Linked DNA regions of Mus musculus: regions 1, 2, 4, 5, 6 and 7 are each linked to region 3. A link is a contact called in public HiCAR-type, HiChIP or PLAC-seq and promoter capture Hi-C data. All regions are on one chromosome and are shown on one strand. Each heading gives the region's core, a stretch centred on a gene start, on an enhancer-like site or on the middle of the called end of the contact. The rest is flanking DNA. Distances are from core to core; before and after follow the strand shown.

Evidence for each region. Promoter capture Hi-C pulls out the DNA fragments that hold promoters and counts their contacts. HiCAR-type assays count read pairs that join an accessible place to other places. HiChIP or PLAC-seq counts read pairs in DNA pulled down with a chosen protein or histone mark.
Region 1: a HiCAR-type map of astrocytes shows a contact between it and region 3, with 6 times the contacts expected there. The contact joins the promoter of Tm2d2 here to the promoter of Golga7 in region 3. A contact is called at or near these places in 5 of 39 promoter capture datasets (embryonic stem cells, hippocampal neurons, liver and 1 more), 1 of 484 Hi-C or Micro-C datasets (embryonic stem cells) and 4 of 115 datasets of contacts at active chromatin or transcription factors (astrocytes, embryonic stem cells, large pre-B cells and 1 more).
Region 2: a contact with region 3 is called in a HiCAR-type map of astrocytes, with 4 times the contacts expected there. The contact joins the promoter of Ido1 here to the promoter of Golga7 in region 3. A contact is called at or near these places in 8 of 39 promoter capture datasets (the 3T3-L1 cell line, 3T3-L1-derived adipocytes, the C10 cell line and 4 more) and 3 of 115 datasets of contacts at active chromatin or transcription factors (astrocytes, differentiating embryonic stem cells and embryonic forebrain).
Region 4: an H3K4me3 HiChIP or PLAC-seq map of stem cell-derived neural progenitor cells shows a contact between it and region 3, with 5 times the contacts expected there. The contact joins the promoter of Tacc1 here to the promoter of Golga7 in region 3. A contact is called at or near these places in 2 of 39 promoter capture datasets (the C10 cell line and cranial neural crest) and 3 of 115 datasets of contacts at active chromatin or transcription factors (astrocytes, large pre-B cells and stem cell-derived neural progenitor cells).
Region 5: a promoter capture Hi-C map of hippocampal neurons shows a contact between it and region 3, with 4 times the contacts expected there. The contact joins the enhancer-like site here to the promoter of Golga7 in region 3. A contact is called at or near these places in 3 of 39 promoter capture datasets (the C10 cell line, embryonic stem cells and hippocampal neurons), 1 of 484 Hi-C or Micro-C datasets (B cells) and 2 of 115 datasets of contacts at active chromatin or transcription factors (embryonic stem cells and large pre-B cells).
Region 6: a contact with region 3 is called in a HiCAR-type map of astrocytes, with 4 times the contacts expected there. The contact joins the promoter of Htra4 here to the promoter of Golga7 in region 3. A contact is called at or near these places in 2 of 39 promoter capture datasets (embryonic stem cells and hippocampal neurons), 1 of 484 Hi-C or Micro-C datasets (B cells), 2 of 115 datasets of contacts at active chromatin or transcription factors (astrocytes and embryonic stem cells) and 1 of 9 other capture datasets (embryonic stem cells).
Region 7: a contact with region 3 is called in a promoter capture Hi-C map of hippocampal neurons, with 7 times the contacts expected there. The contact joins the enhancer-like site here to the promoter of Golga7 in region 3. A contact is called at or near these places in 4 of 39 promoter capture datasets (the C10 cell line, cranial neural crest, hippocampal neurons and 1 more) and 3 of 115 datasets of contacts at active chromatin or transcription factors (embryonic forebrain, embryonic stem cells and large pre-B cells).

Annotation. Positions count from the first base shown.
Region 1 is chr8:25,015,779-25,018,487 of GRCm38.p6, reverse strand. Tm2d2 (TM2 domain containing 2) reads right to left here and starts at 1,277. Exons shown (of 4, transcript NM_027194.3): 1 at 896-1,277; 2 at 335-422. The coding sequence starts at 1,119. It overlaps Adam9 (a disintegrin and metallopeptidase domain 9 (meltrin gamma)), which reads left to right and starts at 1,566. Exons shown (of 22, transcript NM_001270996.1): 1 at 1,566-1,803. The coding sequence starts at 1,707.
Region 2 is chr8:24,595,474-24,598,230 of GRCm38.p6, reverse strand. Ido1 (indoleamine 2,3-dioxygenase 1) reads left to right here and starts at 1,279. Exons shown (of 10, transcript NM_008324.2): 1 at 1,279-1,390. The coding sequence starts at 1,292. Gm51565 (a long non-coding RNA gene) reads right to left here and starts at 2,620. Exons shown (of 2, transcript XR_003947523.1): 1 at 2,211-2,620; 2 at 787-1,588.
Region 3 is chr8:23,255,752-23,258,574 of GRCm38.p6, reverse strand. Golga7 (golgi autoantigen, golgin subfamily a, 7) reads left to right here and starts at 1,495. Exons shown (of 5, transcript NM_020585.2): 1 at 1,495-1,901. The coding sequence starts at 1,791.
Region 4 is chr8:25,200,250-25,202,985 of GRCm38.p6, reverse strand. It overlaps Tacc1 (transforming, acidic coiled-coil containing protein 1), which reads left to right and starts at 1,444. Exons shown (of 13, transcript NM_177089.5): 1 at 1,444-1,864. The coding sequence starts at 1,701.
Region 5 is chr8:25,113,706-25,116,625 of GRCm38.p6, reverse strand. No RefSeq gene overlaps it. Among named protein-coding and RNA genes, the nearest start is that of 5830408C22Rik, 13 kb to the right of the region's middle. Within about 2 kb of position 1,600, at least 4 of the 459 cell types and tissues checked have an H3K27ac peak or open chromatin away from gene starts, as enhancers often do. A contact at or near this core is called in hippocampal neurons, where this site is marked.
Region 6 is chr8:25,037,418-25,040,488 of GRCm38.p6, reverse strand. Htra4 (HtrA serine peptidase 4) reads left to right here and starts at 1,527. Exons shown (of 9, transcript NM_001081187.3): 1 at 1,527-2,098; 2 at 2,451-2,550. The coding sequence starts at 1,615. Plekha2 (pleckstrin homology domain-containing, family A (phosphoinositide binding specific) member 2) reads left to right here. Exons shown (of 12, transcript NM_031257.3): 12 at 1-1,345.
Region 7 is chr8:24,972,588-24,975,390 of GRCm38.p6, reverse strand. Adam9 (a disintegrin and metallopeptidase domain 9 (meltrin gamma)) reads left to right here. Exons shown (of 22, transcript NM_001270996.1): 15 at 2,257-2,362. Among named protein-coding and RNA genes, the nearest start is that of Adam32, 25 kb to the right of the region's middle. Within about 2 kb of position 1,275, at least 67 of the 459 cell types and tissues checked have an H3K27ac peak or open chromatin away from gene starts, as enhancers often do. A contact at or near this core is called in hippocampal neurons, where this site is marked.

The DNA.
Region 1 (2,709 bases), core at 28-2,527, 1.8 Mb before region 3:
CTGTTGTTGCTGCTGCTCTGTTAAGAAAAGCCTTGCTTTGAAAGTACAGTCGATGTCTTGGCTTTAATTTGTTAGTTTCAACAGTCAAAGGAAGCAATACAGGTTGGTCTTTGCACTTGGGTGGCTTGGGCACAGGCATGGTTGGTTCCTGAGGAAAGCAAATGTGCTCTTCAGCCGTTAAAACCTTTGTCATGTTTCCAGCGACAGTTATACGGATGAAGTTGTAAAAAAAAAAAAAAAAAATCAAGTCTGTCTGTATGCCCTTCTGTAATTCTTTAACAGCACCCGGCCATGCTTCCCACGAAGGTGCCTGTACAAAGAACAAAATCCTCACCTTGAGACAACCATAACCAAGCTCCTGGGAGGCAGTTGCATTTCCAACGTGATCCACTGGGGCATCACAGTCTACGAACTCGTCGGGTCTGCAAATCAGTAAGATTTTTCATCAGTGCCTTTTGCCGATTGCTTCTGTGTCCGCACGCAATGCTATTTTCGTTCCTCTTTTAATATCTGTTCCTCCTTCTGTACTGGGAACTGGATACGCTAGAGGTGCTATCTACCTTTGAGCTACATTTCCAGCCCTTGAATTTTCTTTCTTTCTTTTTTTTTTAAATTTGAGACAAGTTACCCAGGCTGGCTGGTTGGCCTTGAACTCATCCTGTAACCAAGGCAGCAGAAAGGGTGCAGGAAGTGGAAGGGTTCTGTAGCCTACATTACTCCTTCCCAGTATCTACCACTAACACACAGTTTAATTGCTTTCTGTGGCAGGGCAATTGAGAGGCACCAGTCCCGGAATCACCTCCCCGAGGTGGAAGCAGCCTTCCGCTCCCACAACCAACAGCTATCCCTGGCCCGATCCCCCTCTAGGTCCGCCCGCCACGTCCCGGCAGCTTACAGGTAAGAGCAAAGGATGACTGGCGAGTTGGGGTCGCTGTATTCCCAGCTTGAGGCCGCGGGACCCTCGAGGTGAGCGGCGCCCGAGGGTGTGAGATCCAGTTCGGCCGTAGCATTAAACGAGTGGCTCCGAGAAACACAGTGCAGCAGCAGCAGGTTCCCCAATAGCAGGGCCGCCTGGCCGCACAGCAATAGGTAACTCACAGGGCAGCCGCCCAGCACCATCTTCCCGGGGGCCGGTCCTAGAGACCTGGCCTAAAAACAAAGCCAGGCCGCCACGGCCCACCGGAGCCCGGCGCTGTCAGGCCTCTCTCTACGTCGGGTACGCAACCCTCCGTTCCACAGCCAACCCGTGCGCAGCTCGACGCTCCGCCTGCCACTACGGCCAATCAGAAACGGCCAGGGGAAAGGTGTGGCCTGGCTTCGCTCCGCCCTCCAGTAGACCCTTCACTGCTGCACGGAGCGGAGGGAGGGTGGAGCTTCCCTTAGCCCCGCCCTCCAGCCCCTCCTACCTTCTCTAGTCTCCGCTGAGCGGGCGGAGGGGCGGAACAGCCGGGCGCGAACTGGAGCGGCGGCGGCGGCGGCCGCCGGTGGGTTGGCCAGACTGTATTTTCCCTACGTCAGCCTCTGGCCGCGGGATCGGGAAAGGGGCGGGGTTTTTGGGGGGGGGGGGGTTGCTGCGTCAGTGCCGCGCGCGTGCTCGCCGAGGGCGAGCGCCCCGCCAGCCCGGGGGCCCCCGCGGGGTTGCAAGGATGACCGAAGGGGCGGAGGCGGCGGCCGCGCGTTGAGCGGAACCTGCCGAAGCCCTCGCTATGGGGCCGCGCGCGCTCTCGCCCCTTGCCTCTCTGCGACTAAGGTGGCTGCTGGCGTGTGGCTTGCTGGGCCCAGTCCTCGAGGCCGGGCGACCAGGTGGGTGCCGGACGGGAACCGTGCTGTGGGGAGTGAGTGCTGGGTGGTGAGGGCTGCGAGGCGGACCCTGGGCTCCGGCTCCCCTGTCAGCGCTGACCCGGAGCCCGGTGGCCGGCGGCCGGCTGCACTGTGGCGGTGCGCTCGCTACTCCCGGGCTGCAGCGAGTGCTTTGCGGGTGGAGTGGCTGTCACCAGCTCTGGGCTGGGAGATGGAACTTTTGCTTCAGTCTATCAGGATTTGGGGTTTGACGTTCGCCGTCTTGGACGACTCAGCAGTAGGTCCACAGGGATCCCGATGGAGAAGAGGGCGGGTTTTCCTTGGGCCGTTTTTTTTTTTTTTTTTTTTTTTTTTTTTGTTAGTAAGGATACTTAAAATAATAAAATCAACGAAACGCTACGTTTCTAGAGCCTGTAGTTCAATCTATCTAAATCTGGACAAAGAATCTCTGCTCTGTTTAACCCAGGGGATTATCGGAAAGAATTAAATTACTGTTCGCCAGCACATCTGAATTGTGAAACTTCCCGTAAATATGTAAGATATTTATATTGTGGATGATGAAACTGAATGGGAACACACTAGGTTCTTTTTTTCCTGGAAATAAGTTATTTATTTCATCCTTTGTATTAAATTAGTGTTTGCATGGCTTAGTTATCTCTTTGAGCTCCGGGAACACTATGGACAATAGAAGGCTTTACAAAATTGTTGCCTTCAAAGGTGATGAGTGTAGATTTGAGTTCAGGACCGCTGACCTTCACGAAACTAATTACAGCTTCTTGTCTTTGGCTTTCTCCTTTTTAATTAAGTTAGCGTCCTCCTGGAGTTTATAAATACTGACAAATTTTCAATGGGATGCTTCCAGGACGTGTCTGATGAAACGTGCTGTTCTAGTTAACAATATCGCTATGA
Region 2 (2,757 bases), core at 30-2,529, 1.3 Mb before region 3:
CCTAGTCTCACAAGAGACAGCTATATCAGGGTCCTTTCAGCAAATGCTTGCTAGTGTATGCAATGGTGTCATCGTTTGGAGACTAATTATGGGATGGATCCCTGGATATGGCAGTCTCTAGATGGTCCATCCTTTTGTCTCACCTCCAAACTTTGTCTCTGTAACTCCTTTTATGGGTGATTGTTTCCAATTCTAAGAAGGGGCAAAGTGTCCACACTTTGGTCTTCGTTCTTCTTCAGTTTCATGTGTTTTACAAATTGGCGAGGCACTTTCTTAAAATTAATTAATTAATTAATTAATTAATTAAAAACCCATACAAAACAAAACAACAACAAACCCAAAATCCATTTCATCAAAGTGGACATAAACTTAGGAGTTCTCTGTACACCTTTACCAGAGTCTCAATTTTGTATTGCAAGGAATGTTTTTAGTTATTTGACGCTGCTCTTTACTTTTGAACACATTAGAGAATCTCCAGGTGGGCAGGGCTGAGAGCTTGTCAGGAGTCGGTCCCTGGCAGCCAGATAGAGTAGGAAAGGTGGACCACCTTCCAAGATATGGCTTACAAATCATGTGAAGAAGTGAACCCTCCATTAGCCTTAGCACAGACAAGAACCTAGGGAAGAAAACTAGGGGGAAGGGTCTGGTGATGATCCCCCTCTGTGCTACTTCTGAGGCTGACTCTCCTGTGTGTCCCAGGTTGTGTTTCAGAGCTGGAGAGACAAAACACTGACATTTAAAACAGGACATAAGTTCCCTCGTGTGAAAGCCAATAACGGACAGCTATTGCTAGTTCGGCTGTCTTTATTTTAAACCCAAACTCTGAACGTTTTCTAAAGCAAAATGCATTCTCCTGGTCACCTGTCCTCATGGTTCTTGTCATGTGAGTTGGGCACTTTGTGGCTTGAACACCCAATCCTCCTGCTGGGGTAACAGGTGGCCACCCAAACCACTGATGGGGTGGTTTCCAGGGCCGAGGCCTGAGTGTGCACTCGGTCACCATAATTGGCACTGGGAAGCTGAGGCCATCAGAGCCAACAGTTGATGTCCTTATGGGATAAATCTGATAAGAAACACAAATGTTTAGTTTCTTCATATGACGAAGAGAGATCCTTTGTGGTTTGGTTGTTTATCAAATTGCAAATACATAAAACAGAAAATGAAACTGTCCCAGGTGGAAGCCACTTCTCCCCGAGTATTACGTGTCAGCTGTGGGGTTTGGCTAAACCCTATAAGAGATGCTGGGACATTCCTTCAGTGGCCAAGTGGGGGGTCAGTGGAGTAGACAGCAATGGCACTCAGTAAAATATCTCCTACAGAAGGTTCTAGAAGGATCCTTGAAGACCACCACATAGATGAAGATGTGGGCTTTGCTCTACCACATCCACTGGTAAGAAAAGTGAAAATCTGCTTTGTCCTCATTATTTATCTCGACAGATGAATTTCTAAGTAAGCAGCTCTGTCTCAGGTTCTCTTAAGCGAATGAGTGATGTCAAATTCAGAGCCCACTTACAAAAAGGGAGCCTGGCTGCTCTTCAGTGTTTCTTCTTCTTCTTCTTCCTCAAAATCCAGCCCTTACTTTCTTAACCTGGAAATGTGAAGTGGTGAGGGAAGGGGCACATGAGAAGTCTTTTTAGTTTCGTGAAGGAAACGGGCTCATAGAAGGGAAGCCAGTTTGTCACAATGACTTTTCCAGCACGGTGTCCTGAAACAGCAACATTCAAATGCCCAGAGCCATAGAAACATTTCTCTTCTGAACCTTATCAAATGGATCGATCTGTGCTCCTCACTGATTTCAGTATATGAGATGATAGATCAAGCAACTTTTGTTTCATACTAATAATGCTTGTGGTTTGCCAAGCATAATCCAAAGGAAGGTATGAACAACCTTGATTGTGCTTTTGTGCAAGTTTTGGAATCCAAGTGCGGTGCATGTGGGGGAAATGCCTCGTGTCTCAACCAGGTACAGTGGGAAACAACTATAGTTCCATCACCCAGGAGTCAGAGGCAGGGGCATAGCCTCAAATTCAAGGCCAGACAGTCTTAAATAAAACAAAAGCTGAGAACGCACTGAACAAACAAAAATTATGTCATTAAATTGGACTGCAAAAACGCCACGCATACCAATTTATCATTCACATCTTCATTATCAACACTTACGGAAAATAGCAAAGAAGCAAAATACTCGTTTAGAGGTGCCCCATGCTCACCTAGTCTCACTAAGACCCGAACAGAGTAAGTAGTCAGTCGCACGTTTTGAGCTCGGGTGACTCTAGGACCCAGACGCAAAGAGCCATGGAGCCAGGAAGGCACAGATCTAGGGGCAGTGGGCTAGAGACTGGGATCAGATATGGAAAACCAAGGCAGTTCCCGGGAAGGCGAGGCACGGGTACACTGCAGAATTAAGGGTAGCAGCGAGCCTGTATCAGCTCGCCCAGCCGGGAGCGATCTGAAGCATGCACCCCGCAGTGCTCACGAGGAGCATCCTGCGCAGCTCCCATCCAATCCAGTGGCTTGCTGCTTGGGGCGGGACTACAGTTTAGCATGCAGCCTCAGGCTCTCCCGTCTTTGGGCACCAAGCCTGATATCCTTGCTACAAGTGTCCTGGCGCCTGCATCTTTGGGTGCCCTGGCGTGCCTGGTTTTGAGGTTTTCGTGTATCCGGTCACGAATGTGGAACTGACCACCTCAGGGTTTAGCGCTGCAGTTCTCAACCTTCTTAATGCTGAAACCTTTTCTAAAGTTCCTCATGTTGTGA
Region 3 (2,823 bases), core at 246-2,745:
TGTTACCCTTAATAAGAACTGCCTTGTAGCCGCGCGGTGGTGGCACACGCCTTTAATCCCATCACTCAGGAGGCAGAAGCAGGCGGATTTCTAAGTTCGAGGCCAGCCTGGTCTACAAAGTGAGTTCCAGGACAGCCAGGGCTATACAGAGAAACCCTGTCTCAAAAAACCAAACAAACAAACAAATAAAAAACTGTCTTGGTCATGGTTTCCCTTCACAGCAATGGAAACCCTGAGGCAGTACGTGAATGAATAAATGGGGAAAGTCACAGAAATGAAATTACGTATGGCACAACAGAGGAATCTCAGTAGAATCTATACAATAAGAAGGAGACGAAAAACTCTGATTCAATTTAAGTGAAAGTTAAGAAAACACAAGTTTGTTTCTAGTGACAGAAAGGTTAGTACTGGGCAAAGGGGGTCTGCTGAATGGCTGAAAGGTATGACTGTAAAGAGTAAGGAAGTTTTTAGAGGTGGTGTTTATTATCTTGATTGTACTGATGGTTTAAGGGCATGGACGTGGTAGAAGTTAACAAATTATGTCCACGTTAAATGAGTGGGTTTACTATACACCCTTTATTGGGATAAAGCTATTCATTTTTGAGACAGGGTCTCACCATGACGATCTGGCTGGCCTGGTACTATTTAGGTAAACTGGGGTGGGCTTGAACTCAGAGATCACCAGGGAGTGGACGACCTCTGCCCTGTCCCCCGCCCTATGCTGGAAATTTTTTTAATGCTATTTTTAAAACCCCAAAAGAGAAATCAATTATCGTGACAACTGATCAAGTATCTAATCAATTATCAGTATACTAAAAAGTTGTACTAGAACATCGCCACCACCAGACGTGCATAGGGATTTTCCTGGATGTCTTGCAAAGATACAGTCAGTAAAGTGGGGACCAATGAGAGAGAACTGTTGTTGGTCCAGTCGGGTCACCTAAGCGGGTATAGCTGGTGTACATGTCTCTGGGACGAAAAAAACCAACACCTCAAGAAGAATTGGAGAAGGGATGCAGGATAATGCAGAACAGGAATACCATCTCCTCACTCTCGTTCAAGAGGGTTCCAGGGGCCAAATGCATCCCCAGTAGTGCGCTTTGTAGTTGTAAATATCTGTGTCTGTTGGAATTGGAGAGTGACGGTTGTTTTTGTGGAGCGAGGTGGGTTAGCCCACGTGAAAGCTGGAACGCTTAATCAAGAAGGGAACTATTCCTGTGCCCACAAACCACTTCACCACAACCAACAGGGAATTCCGAGTCTCTAACCCCGGCGTCTTTCCCGGAACTCCCGGATCCACCGATCACGTCCACCTCATCATCATCATCTTCTTCCGCCCGGAAGGGTTTCATTCGCCTACACTAGGAAGACTTCTCTCCCAGCCACCGCGCACCTCACCGCAACGCGCAGCCGCGGAGGCGTCGCTTTACGGCCGGAGGGGGCGGGGTGTCAACGTGCGGCACAGAAGGTGTTCGGGAGAGGCTAGGTTTTTTTGCGACAGGACGTAAGCGGCGACGGAGGTGGCGCGACAGCTGCTGGAGGGCCGAGGAGGCGGGTTTGTGTTTCCAGGGCCGAACCAGGATGTGGGGGGGCGCGGGTCCTGGGCTTGGGTAGCTTGGAGTCCCTCGGCTACAGCCATGAGTGAAGGGGATCGGCGAGGGGGGAGGCCTGGGGCGTCTTTGGGCGGTGGGTGGCTCCGAAGGGCTGGCGGGCCGGAGAGCCGGCTCTAGGCCGGCCATCTGACCCCGTGTCTTGCCCGAACTCGCAGAGCGGCGGGTCCTGTCCTCGCCATGAGGCCGCAGCAGGCACCGGTGTCCGGGAAGGTGTTCATTCAGCGAGACTACAGCAGCGGCACGCGCTGCCAGTTCCAGACCAAGTTCCCCGCGGAGCTGGAGAACAGGGTATGCAGCCCGGCTTCCCCTGCTCCTGGCCCTGCTCCTGGCCCTGCCCCTGGCCCTGGGGAGGGGAGAGTCCCTGGAGCGGGAGGGAGTGTCTCACGGTTCGGGAGAGCATGAGACGTCAGGATTCATGGGAAAAGATATACGAAGGAGGTACGGTCTAGTATTTGGAGAAAGACCACTAAGGCTAATGCTCAGAGTACAGTGATCATATAGAACTTTTAGGATGCTGGCCCGCAGTCCACCCAAGAGTGTCCTTAACAGGATGCCGACACACACACACACACACACACACACACACACACGGTACTTGACACCTGGTTGAAGCTCACACACACACACACACTCACTCAGTTATTGACATCTTGATGAGGTGCTAATTCCTGGAACTCCAGGCCACCTCATACCTCCTGTGGTAACCTATATCCTACTGCCTCAGACACGCGAAAGACAGCGTCATAGTCATGACTGGTATCTGTGGTCACTGTGCTGGTCATACTGTTCAGCTGAAAGGGTTTATTAGGGATGTGCTCGGCAGTCCAGACAGGCCTTCTTGGAACCTGAAAAACGTACACGGTCCCGGGCAGGAACGGCAAAGGAACTTGTAGCTGAACCAACCCTGACTCCCAGTCATTATCACTGGGAACTTCCTGTTTGCCTTGCATATCAAAACGGTCATGGGGCAGAGGTCCTTTGGGCAACCTTGTAAACAAAGATGAGATTTGTGTACCATTCCTTCAGATTTAACCACACCAAAAAAAAAACAAAAAAAATCTACTCGTCTACCCAATGTGATCCTCCTTTTGTTCTTCAGCGATATTACTCAGATTCTATTTCCTGTTCATAAATCAGTTTCTGAAGGATGAGGAACTTGGAGGGTAATTAAGCATGGTGTGGGTGTGGGGCTAAGAAATGCTGCTTGTGG
Region 4 (2,736 bases), core at 195-2,694, 1.9 Mb before region 3:
GCCCTGAGGGACAAACTGTAATTCCGAGAAGTTCTGGAGTGCAGGAGCTATGCAAGGCACACGAGGATCGGGAGGAGGGAAAAAGAGGGTAGCAGTCTCGAGGAGGAGGAATGATCAAGCCCAGGTAAGGACTTACATGGGTACTATTTTCAAGCTACAGGGGTTTCTAATCTGAAGATTTGCTTGATCATAAACCCAAGACAACGACAGTTGGATAGTCTTGGCATAGTTCTTGTAGACCTAAAACAAAATGACTTCCGCTCACATTTTTAAAAAAAAAGTCTTTCAACACTTTTGACAGTCGTGTTTATCTCAGGCAAGAAGCAGTAATGGGCTCTAAAGTATACTCCTGCCTTTTTTTTTTTTTTATTATGGTAGGATACCTGCCAAGCCTTATCTTACATGTTTGCTTGTCTTTGTTATGAAGTGTATAAGACATTTGTGATTCATCTGCAGTACACGACGTGGTGCCAGCTTCTTTCAGGGTAAGCTCATGAGCATCCTGAAAATCTTCGCCTGACTTTGTTCTGAATTTTGGAGGCACACTCTCTGTGGGAATTGTAGCCACCTCACAGATTCTCTGAGACTGAGAAATGTCAGTATTATGGAAAACACACTGATGAGCTAATGGTCTCAAACTTGGCTTTGGAGGAAATGAATTCACTGGGAGAGAGGACCTGGGGCAGTCTCTTAGTGGAATCCTTCAAAGATAAAGGGGGGAAAATTCTTCTCTTCACCTTCAGAGGTAAAAGCCTTATTCTGAAGACTGTCACCAGATCTTGATGGCTCTGTACTGAAGAAGCAAAGGACATCAGAAACCAAGGACCCAGGAATTATCTGAAAAAAGCCTAAAGTTATGAAAAGAAAGAACAACAGGAAACGGCTCAGGCCGTCTTATCAGGGGGCAATTTTGCATCTATCCCAGGTCAGGGCACTCCGGAGCCCTCATGAGTGTGGCTTGGTGAGGGCAAGACAACTTCAATTCTTCTGTAACCTGGGAGCCTTCCAAATCCTGGGCGTAACAAGGATGGCGCTGACCAGTGTCAAGGATCGGGTACAACACTCTACAGAGGTTCTGAGTTGTTTTGTTTTTAAATAAGGGGCTTAACTTCTGTACAGCGCAGCTTCAGCCACGCCATTAAGTCCTAGCGGCAGGAAACACAGATAAAAGGGGAAGAGGAACAGCGCCGCGGCGCGCACACGCTCGGAAATGGACGGCGGCGGCGCGCGGCGCGCGGCAGGCGCGGATCCCGCGGGGAGGGCGAGCGCGGTCGAGCAGCCCCTGCCCAAGGCCGGGCGCGACCAGCGCGGCGGGGGGAGCGCGCTTCCAAGCGGCCGCCCCCGCGCGCCGCGCCAGTAGTTCGGTCCGAGGGGGCGGCTCCAGGGGCGCGGCTCCGCGGCGGCCGAGGCTGCTCCAGGCGGGAGCGGACCCCAGAGCCCAGCGACGCGGAGCAGGGCTGGCGGGGGAAGAAGCGGGCGGGCGAGCGGGCACGCGCGGGGGCGAGCTTCGGCGCGGCGGCCCGGAGGAGCGGGGGCGAGCGGCGCTGCGGGGCCGTGGGAGGAAGCGCTGCGCCCGGCCCGACGGCGCTCGTTGAGCCACATCCGCGGGTCGCCGGCGACGTTGCCGGCGCCTGTCAAGGCCCCTCCATTTTGAAGGAAGAGGCCGCCGTTCCCCCACCGCAGGGGCGGCAGCCGCGCTCATGGCGTTCAGTCCCTGGCAGATCCTGTCGCCCGTGCAGTGGGCCAAGTGGACGTGGTCCGCGGTGCGCGGTTCGGGCGCCGGAGAGGACGAAGCCGGAGGTCCCGAGGGCGACCCCGAGGAGGAAGAGGACTCGCAAGCCGAGACCAAATCCCTGAGTTTCAGGCAAGTACACCGCATCCCAGCCGAGATGCAGGCGGGCGCCATCCTCCCACCGCGGTCAATGCTGTGTGCGCGCAACCGTGTTCCCGGCTCTGCTGCCCGCAGCCGGGTCCCCGCTGTGTACCCGAAAGTTCGGGATGTTCTGTCTGCCCGTGTGCTTTTCGTCCTCTGTCTTCGCTGTAAGCTTTCTGAACCCAGCCCCGAATCCGCAGTCTGCGCATCCCGGTTTGCCTGGGTCGCTTTCTCGAAGCGTCGACACCCCGGCTCCGACGCAGCGGCACCGGGTAGTGGCAGTTGATAAGGCCAGGTGCGATTTGTAGCGTTTTCCCCTTGTGGGCAAGAAGTCGCTCCACCGCCCTTCTTGGCCCCGCAGTGTCCTAAAATGCAGCCTTGGTAAAAGAGGATCGCGTGATGACAGGTCCCTGGCAGCTGGTGAGAAATGGTGGTCTCTGCTGAGCTGTCACACGTGTGATTGTGGAAGGCAGGTGACGGCATTTTCAGCTTCCAGTGACTTCCAGACAGGTAGAGGCCTACGGAGAAGAACAGTATAGCTAGAATTGGCTTAGTTTGGGGGGTGGGGCGATATTAATTTTTACGCCCCTGGAAAGGGTTGATTGGGAAGTCTTTTTGTGTGTGTGTCTGTGCGTGTGAAAGGCAGCGATGACAAAAAAAAAAAAAAAAAAAAAAAAAAAAAAAAAAAAAAGGTCCTGGTGAGAAGCTTCAGAGGACGAAAGAGATTTCGGGGAGCTAGGATGCTGGGCATCGCTGAAAATGCTGCAGCCGTTCTCAGGCTGGGTTGAGGATTGGTTGGTTGTAAAGTTAGAGGCGCTGTACTTGCACTTTGGTGGCTGAGTACGTTTTAAAGGCAGTTGGAA
Region 5 (2,920 bases), core at 351-2,850, 1.9 Mb before region 3:
ATCTCTGCAGATGCTACAGCTATCCACTGTAGATGCTCCAGCAACGCTCAGCTGATGCTGTCATCCTTTATAATTTGGGAGTCATACCCAGATGATGTACTCATCCCGTGTAGATGCTGCAACCATTCTTAGATGCTGCAGTCATCCTAAGATGTACTCTAGCCACCCTTTGTATATGTTATAGGCATCCTCTATCTGTGATGGAGCCATTTTCTGTAGACTCTATAGCAGCTCTCTATAGATGCTGTGGTCATCTTTCGATGCAGTGGATAATGTAGCCATTGTCTGTTATGTTGTGGCTTCAAGAGCCACTGATCATTTTGGTTTTCTGTGCCCCTAGGTGGAACATTCGCCTGGCTAGGCTATTTGTGTCTCAGTTTTCCTTCTCTGGACAATCCTGGAGGCCTCAGAATTCCTTGGATTTATTAGAATTTGCCTTCTTAAAAGAAATGAGGATTTGAAATTGATATTCAAGCTTGCCATGTGTATATATGGCACACACACATATATGTATACATAGATATACATAGATATATACACATACATGCATACACAGACCCTGTACTGGCTAGTTTTGTGTCAACTTGACACAGCTGGAGTTATCACAGAGAAAGGAGCTTCAGTTGAGGAAATGCCTCCATGAGATCCAACTGTAAGGCATTTTCTCAATTAGTGATCAAGGGGGAAAGGCCCCTTGTGGGTGGAACCATCTCTGGGCTGATAGTCTTGGTTGTATAAGAGAGCAGGCTGAGCAAGCCAGGGGAAACAAGCCAGTAATGAACATCCCTCCATGGCCTCTGCATCACCTCCTGCTTTCTGACCTGCTTGAGTTCCAGTCCTGACTTCCTTTGGTGATGAACAGTAGTATGGAAGTGTAAGCCGAATAAACCCTTTCCTTCCTAATTTGCTTCTTGGTCATGATGTTTGTGTAGGAATAGAAACCCTAAGACAGACCCATACAAACACACATACACACACAGACACACACACACAGACACACAGACACACACACACACACACAGATGGAATGGAGGAGGAAGCAGGGTCTCACTATGTAGCCTAGGCTCCCCCTCTGCCTCTCAAATATTGGGATGACAGGCATGTGCTTAACTCCGTTTTCGTGATGAGTAATACCAACAGATAGATACTGAGAGTCTTTGCATAGCTGTGTGTATGTAAATATCTAAAACATCTTATTAGGAGTCTAACAATTTCCAATACTGCCTCATGTATAAGAATCAACAAATAAAAATTTCCACTGTGACATAGCTCAGTGGAAAGGTCTCCTAGCAGAAGTGAGGTCTGGGCTTTGATCTCCTGCATGCAGACTGATTAAGTAATCAAACAGTTATCATAATTGTAATGATGAGTTAATCTCAAAGATGTTCCACTGCCAAGAGCCCTATGGACACAGGATATTTTTTAAATTGTAGCAAAGTCAATTTACATATGCATTTTTGGGGAGTTTCAGAAAATATGATAGGGCAATCAATAACAGAAATCAAACATAAAAATATCTGACATTTGGATAAGCTATTTCGGGCAAGTGGGATGAGAGCATAGCTGCTGGGAAGGGATTTAACATTCGTGACTGTCAAAGAACTGCTTGCTCCTGTTTGAAAAATGAGTGATGGTGTCAGATTGCCACGATGCTCAGACACTAATGGATATCGGGAGCTGATGGATACATTTGACTTTGTTCACAGTCTGTATGTAGGGTGCAGCCTCTGCAGACACTTACATTCTCCATTTCAGACAAAGATGCCAACTGATGCATGAAGGGCCACACAGTGTGTTGGCATTTGGGGGGTGGGGGGAGGTAGAGGCTGTAACTTTTTTTTTTTTTTTTTGGTTTTTCGAGACTGGGTTTCTTTGTGTAGCCCTGGCTATCCTGGAACTCATTCTGTAGACCAGGTTGGCCTGGAACTCAGAAATCTTCCTGCTTCTGCCTCCCAAGTGCTGGGATTAAAGACGTGCGCCACCACTGCCCGGTTAGGCTGTAACATTTTAATCCAGTCTCTTACTGGCACCTCTGCTTACAACACCAGTCTCTCACAGCTTTGGCTTTGACATTGAGTGTTAGTGGTAGGCGTCCGTGTACCTGGCATTTGGGGATGTTCCTAGTCTTCATCATGAAGCCTGCCCACTCTGAGCTGGTTGGCGGGTGCAGAGTTGTGGTAGTAACTTAGGCTGAAGAAACCAAAAATAAAATCGGCCCCTAGATACGCCCTGCCCCCTGAGCGAGTACTTCAAGACTATGCCATTACTCGATTCAGAGCTCCCTCAGCGTCACGTAATTACTAGTTTTATTCCAATAATTTTCTGCCATACTTCCTTGTCATTTCTGAATATAGGGAGAGACGCAGCAGTGGGGCTCTGTAATAAACGAAGAAGCGACGGAACTAACTCTGCTGTGCATGGTGAATCAGAGTGGCCTTCTCTTGCACTGTGTGAGGCTCTACTAGAGTTGCTCCAAGCATGGGGTGGGGGTGGGCACGGGAGTGGGGTAAGGTGGGAATGGGCATGTGGGTGGGGTGGGGATGGGCCCAGCGGTGGGGTGGAAAAAGATGGTTTTTCAGTAATTAAGAGAACTTGCAGCTCTTACAGAGAGCTTGAGTTCCTTCCTCAGCATCCGCACTAGGTAGTTCAGAACTGCTGATGTCCCTGGTCCCCAATGGCATCTGCACTCACTGCCCCCTACCTATTAGTATGACCTTGAGATGATATACGGTACCAGCAGAGATGTAGAACATGGGACAAATCCATCAGCGCAAACATTCCCCCATTCCTCAGCCCCAGCTTACAAGACCCATGGTAACACTAATTATTCATTTCTATGTTTTTATCATTTCAAACTGTTGTGCAAGCAGAATCACAGAGCATGTGGATTTCTGATCATTTTTCCTACTCAGTATCACTA
Region 6 (3,071 bases), core at 278-2,777, 1.8 Mb before region 3:
GTACACACTCTGAGATCATGTTAAACACAATGCGGTGTATATTATGCAAACAAAGGAAAAGTACAGTTTCAGTGATCCTAACCAGCCCATACATGAGACTTGCAAGTTAGAACATTGTTAATAGCGGTGCCCAGAAAATATAATTATCTTTGTGAAGCCTCAAAACATTTAAAGTCTCAATTCTTGTTTCAGAATTCCCCTTCTGTCTGTATTTACACACATACACACACCCTTTAAATTTGTTTTTTGCTAGAGTCTTGCTACGGAGTCCAGGCTGGCTTTGAACTGATAATCCTCCTGCCTCAGCCTCCTGAGTGCTTGGATTACAAGTCTATGCCACCATATCCAGCCTAGGACAGTATTTTAATGTGAGCCAAAGATGGTGCATAAACCTTTAGTTTTCAAGGTGTGATGGCGTGTGGGTTTGTGGTTAAGCATAGATTGTGGATAAATCCGAAGGGATTTCTGGATTATAAAAGATACTGCATTTCCTGTGTGGAATAAAAGCAGTCTCTGGGGTTGGGTCCTTCTATAAAGCTTCGAAGGTATTGTTCTCTGTAGCTGAAGTATGTCCTATCCATTACTCTTCAATGCTTTGGTGGACTTGCTTACTCGGGTCAGGTGATAATCAGGGGAAAAAAAAAAAAAAGAAGCGTGTGTTTTTCATTCTCCGAACCACACCGAGGATATGGGAGACCGCAAACTAAAGTGGCACCTCTGGTCAAAGTGGCGGAGTGACAGCTCTACTTCCAAGTAGAAGGCTGCCCCTCCGGGAAGATTTAAGGTCCATCGTCCTAGTTTACTGGAAGCAAACTGGTTTGGTTTGGTTTTCCCCTTTCTACACAGGACTTATATGACCCTCTGAGTAAGCAGTGGACTGGTAATTGAGCGGTAGACTTGATACTTGTTTTCAGTGTCAACCAAATAAACAGCTATCTGGTAGCAGACGGCAGTGTTTTTGAAATTAGGCTTCCCATGTCGCCTGTTTAACCTCCTCCCCCACCCCCACCCCCCAAAATCTGTTTTCCTCAGTCCCTCGTTCTCTCTCTGTGTTATTGCCTGCCTGAGTCAATTATAGTCACTTATACCAGGTAGGCGTTGAATCAAGTGAATATTTGGCAAAAACACACAGTGTGACTGCTGGGCCCTCTGTTTATGAAGGTGTGGCATGCCCCGTTTGAGCCAGTGTTTGAGCCGTGAAACACCTCCTGCAAGCACTGAGCTTAGTGCATGGAAACTCCAGCTTCTTACGTTGTGTGAGCTCCTAATTGGTATGTAGCAAAACGTCATTTTCTAAAAACTGGTTGGTTGCTTGTTTTGTAATAAAAACATGTGAAATAGGAAATCTGGTTGTGTGTTTTCCTGGTCAGATCTCGTGGCCGTGGGTGGGTGGTCACGTTTCTCCCTTGCCCCAAGACTGGTTTTTGAGTGGACCCCTCCCTTCATGGCTTTGGGGTGGGTGGCCCTTGTCCTGGGATGGCATGGGTGGTGGGTGATATATGGGTGTGTGTGTGTAGAAGTGAGCCAGACTCTGACCTTTATAAAGTCCGAAGGCTGGCTGAGGCAGCATCCAGGCCAGGAAAAACAGTCGAATCGACGAGGTCAGGGAGCAAGATGAGCTTCCAGCGGTTGTGGGCTGTGCGAACACAGTTTCTCCTGCTGTGGTTGCTGCTACCAGCCGTGCCTGTTCCGTGGGCCGAGGCCAGGAGGTCCAGAGTCTCGCTGCCCTGTCCCGATGCCTGCGATCCCACGCGCTGCCCGACTCTGCCTACCTGCTCGGCCGGCTTGGCGCCGGTTCCCGATCGCTGCGGCTGCTGCCGAGTGTGCGCCGCGGCCGAGGGCCAGGAGTGTGGCGGGGCGCGGGGCCGGCCGTGCGCCCCAAGGCTGCGCTGCGGCGCCCCGTTCTCCCGGGATCCCTCGGGGGGCGCGTGGCTGGGCACCTGCGGCTGCGCGGAGGGTGCTGAGGATGCGGTAGTGTGCGGCAGCGATGGGCGCACCTACCCCAGCCTATGTGCGCTCCGCAAGGAGAACCGAGCCGCTCGCCAGCGGGGCGCGCTCCCGGCTGTGCCAGTGCAGAAGGGTGCCTGCGAGGAAGCAGGTGAGCGGGGCGCGGGCGAATCTCCTGACACTTCTCTTACTTTTCAGAGGGAGATGAAGTGAGTGCTCTAACTTCGCTCGCTCGCGAATTCAGTGGGCCTTCCTTCGCCATCTCTAGGGATTCAACCTGTTGTGGTTGTTCCTGGTGTTCTTGCCTGGTTAATTTTGGTCTCTTTACTGGCTGCCACTGGGCTTCCCTTTCTCCTTTTCTTCCCTCTGGTAGGACAGGGAGGGTCCTTTCATCTCCTGGTCTGGAGAACCTTCAGAGAAAGAGGGACGGGGAGATGCTGGGGAATTTTGAGATGCGACACCTGCATCCAGGGACGCACTCACCGTGGACCGTTTATTCACAGGGACCACAAGAGCAGGGCGGCTCCGGAGAAAGTACAACTTCATCGCCGCAGTGGTGGAGAAGGTGGCGCCGTCTGTGGTCCACTTGCAGCTGTTCCGCAGGTAAAGGTCCCATCTAGGATCAACTACCTCACCTGCTGGTTGCCAGATTTCTGACCATTAAAACCGCTGTGAGGAAACACAGATTCAAAGAGTTGGCTGGGGTGTAGGTGGGCAGTAGAATTCCGCAAAGCCTGCAGGAGACCTGACTTGCTAAGAGTTATTTCGCTAAAGAGCAAAGAGCCAAGCGCAAGGATTCTGGCTTCTAAATTGAAGCTACAGCAGTGCGTATTGGTGACTGGTGTTTCTTTCTCCCCGGTATCCCACAGCAAAACTAAAGGCTGACTGTAGGAGCTAGTAGTGAGCATTTGGTGGGCTTGTTTAGCCTTAGCACTCGCTTGCATGCAAGGAAACCCAAATGGAGAGCAAACTTAGTTTGTTCTGAGTCACAACGCCAGTTGGTAGTGGGAACTAAGAGCTAGATTCTGAGGCTGTGGCAGTAGTGTGAGCACAGGGTTAGCACCAGGTTTGGCCTGTTCGCTGCAGATGACAGACACACAGGTTCCCACACTGATCTAAAGGAG
Region 7 (2,803 bases), core at 26-2,525, 1.7 Mb before region 3:
GTTAGTGAGTCATATTGCTAAGTGTTGCCACTCCCATTTGCACCCCTTAAGATCTGTACAGGGGATTGTGGTTGTTGCTGTTGGACCTGATTTAGAGCATATGTAGCTTTTTGAAGAAAAGATGCTCCTGTCCATCAAATTAGTACTATCTGACTTGCACTGTAACTGAGTATCCAGTACATTTCTACTACTCTAACAAGCCATCTAATAAAAATAAAATACTGTACTTAGTGATAAAGATAGGCCTGAAATCTAGGAGGATTGCAAGTTTAAGGCCTGCCTGGGCTACAGAGAGCCAGCCTGTGCAACTTAGTAAAACCTTGTCTCAAACAGTAAACAAGTGTTAGGAGATAGCTCAGTGGCAGAACACTTGCCCAGTGTGTACAAGGCTTCAGTCACTGGTTCTTGAAGAAGTGGTGTATATGAGCCTGGGCACAAAGTGCTGTCTTTTCTGTGATGGAAAGGGAATAGTGTATGTAGCTGCCCTGGTACCCAGATGCTGGCTGATGCTCAGGAAAGGGTGCCATATCAGAGACTCAGTGGATTTGGGTGGCGGCAGAGGTGGCTGGGAAAAGAGGCTGCCTGCAGTTCCCAGAATGGGTTTTCCTTTCTGTTGATTGTTTTGGCCCAAGCACCTCAATTGGTCATAATCATGAACTCTCCATCTCCTTCCCAGCAAAGTGAACCACAAAATGTTCTATGGGGTTGTTGCAGAGAGAGCATTGCCACTGTCCACTTTTGGGTGATGCTTCTACATGCTCAGAGCCATCTGTGAGATGCTTTGTTCTTCTCTTCCTGTGTCAACTCTTGGTAGGATTCCCAGAGTGCTCGTAGATGCTAGACAAGGGCTTGGGGAACTGTGGACGTGGACTTGTGGTCCCTCAGCTGTCTTCATTTTGGGTCTCATGGTGCCGGTGAGTTCCCACCCCCTGCACCTGTATGGAGTCGGCTGCGTATGACTGAGTCCTGTTTTCAGCACATTTACCCAAGTTGCAGTGGCCAATGATTGGCACTGAGGATTTCTACAGAAAGCCTTCCTAGATTCCTGTCTTCCCACCAGTCTCTTCTTTATCCTTGAGTCAGCAGCAGCAGCAAACACATTCGACTCCATCCCTCCCTGTATACTGTCTGGGAAATCTGTAACTTTCCCTGTTGTTCTGACTTGGCTGGGAACACTGTGTGGTATTTTTTCTGGGCAGGATTATGGATATGTCTCCTCCTGCTCACTGCTTCCCTCTGCTGCGCTGCCTCCGTTCACCCACATCCACCTTCTTTAAAGCTAACTGAGCCTTGTATCAGGCATGTGGGCTGGGTAAGGGAATCTGATTCAGGAGGGAGGAAGGACTGACGATTTGACTAGGAAATACTAACAAAGTCTTAGGGAGGGAAGAATGAAGGTGATACTAAAAATGCAAGAAAATGAGTGTGGCTTATCCTTTGTCACACGGAGTAGGTCTCACTGTATTTATCTAATGTAAGCGTCCATGTACAATAAAAACATGCGGTGGTCCGTGCTGTAACTGAGAGTGCTGGGTATGTGAGAGCAGACAGTGAGTGCCTGCGAGCTGTGACTTACTGCACGAGCTAGTTACTATTGCATGGCTGTGATCATGGGAGAAGAGTTCAAGGGAGAGACGCTTTGGCTTCTGGTTTCGGAGAGGTTCAGTCCATGTTTGCTCAGCCCTGTGAGCATATGAAGAACACCATAGTGATGGGACTGTGTGGCAGGGAGGCCTCTCTACCTCATGTTGGATAGAGATGGGAAGAGAAGGGTTCATGAGAGGACAGAGGCAAGAGCTTCCAGGGCACATTAACCCCTCTCCAGCTCCCACTGACCTGGCCTCCAGCTAGATTCTATCCCTCCCCTCCCCATTTCCCAAGAATCCTATCACATTATGAACTCATCAGTGATTGATCATCTAGAAGATCAGATCCCTGGACACACCTCAGACATTCTCAGGCAGGCTTATAATCTGTGTCTTTCTCAGTGCAATCAAGTCAACAGTGCTAGCCATCTGGCTGTACATGGTTCCTAATTGTAGTAATCATGTAATGATATTTGTTATAGTCTGAGTGCTTGGATCCAGGCCTTTATGTGCAATCTGAGTTATGAAGTGTAGACCAGAGGCGCTGTATGTGTAAGGCTGAACATTTAGAAGTGTGCAGTGGCTCCTACACGTGTGTGAGGATCATATGGGATACTTCTGACTAAAGTTACCATCACTTTTTTTCTCTCTTAAATGTTGACTATTGCAGAGGCTAAGGCTGCCCCAAGAGATTGCTTCATTGAAGTCAATTCTAAAGGTGACAGATTTGGCAACTGTGGTTTCTCCGGCAGTGAGTACAAGAAGTGTGCCACTGGGTAAGTGGAGACAAGGGTGAAGAGGGCTATGAGCAAGGGAGGGGGGGTGTGTGGGCCCTGAAGTCCTCTCCTGCTCCTGGGACTGCTGCCTTCCTCTTGCTTCAAGTGCTTACAGTCTCATATGCAACATGCACAGCAGGCTTCAGCGGGATGTGCTGGGAGCAAGCGGGGAAGTGATTCATTTACATGCGTGCACATTGTGGATCTAGTGGGTTTAGAACCTTGTTTTATTTATCTGTGACCTGCAGGAAGATGCCTGAGTGAATATGCCCTCTTTTCTTCGCACACTCTTTTCTTCAGTAAAACATTCTCTGATTCGGTTGTATATACAGAACATCTGCAGTACTAATTGGGCCTCTCATTATGTCTTTGTCAGCCTTACAGGAATTTAAAAGGATGAAGTAAATCTTGTATTTTTATTTTTGTAGGCTGGTGAGATGG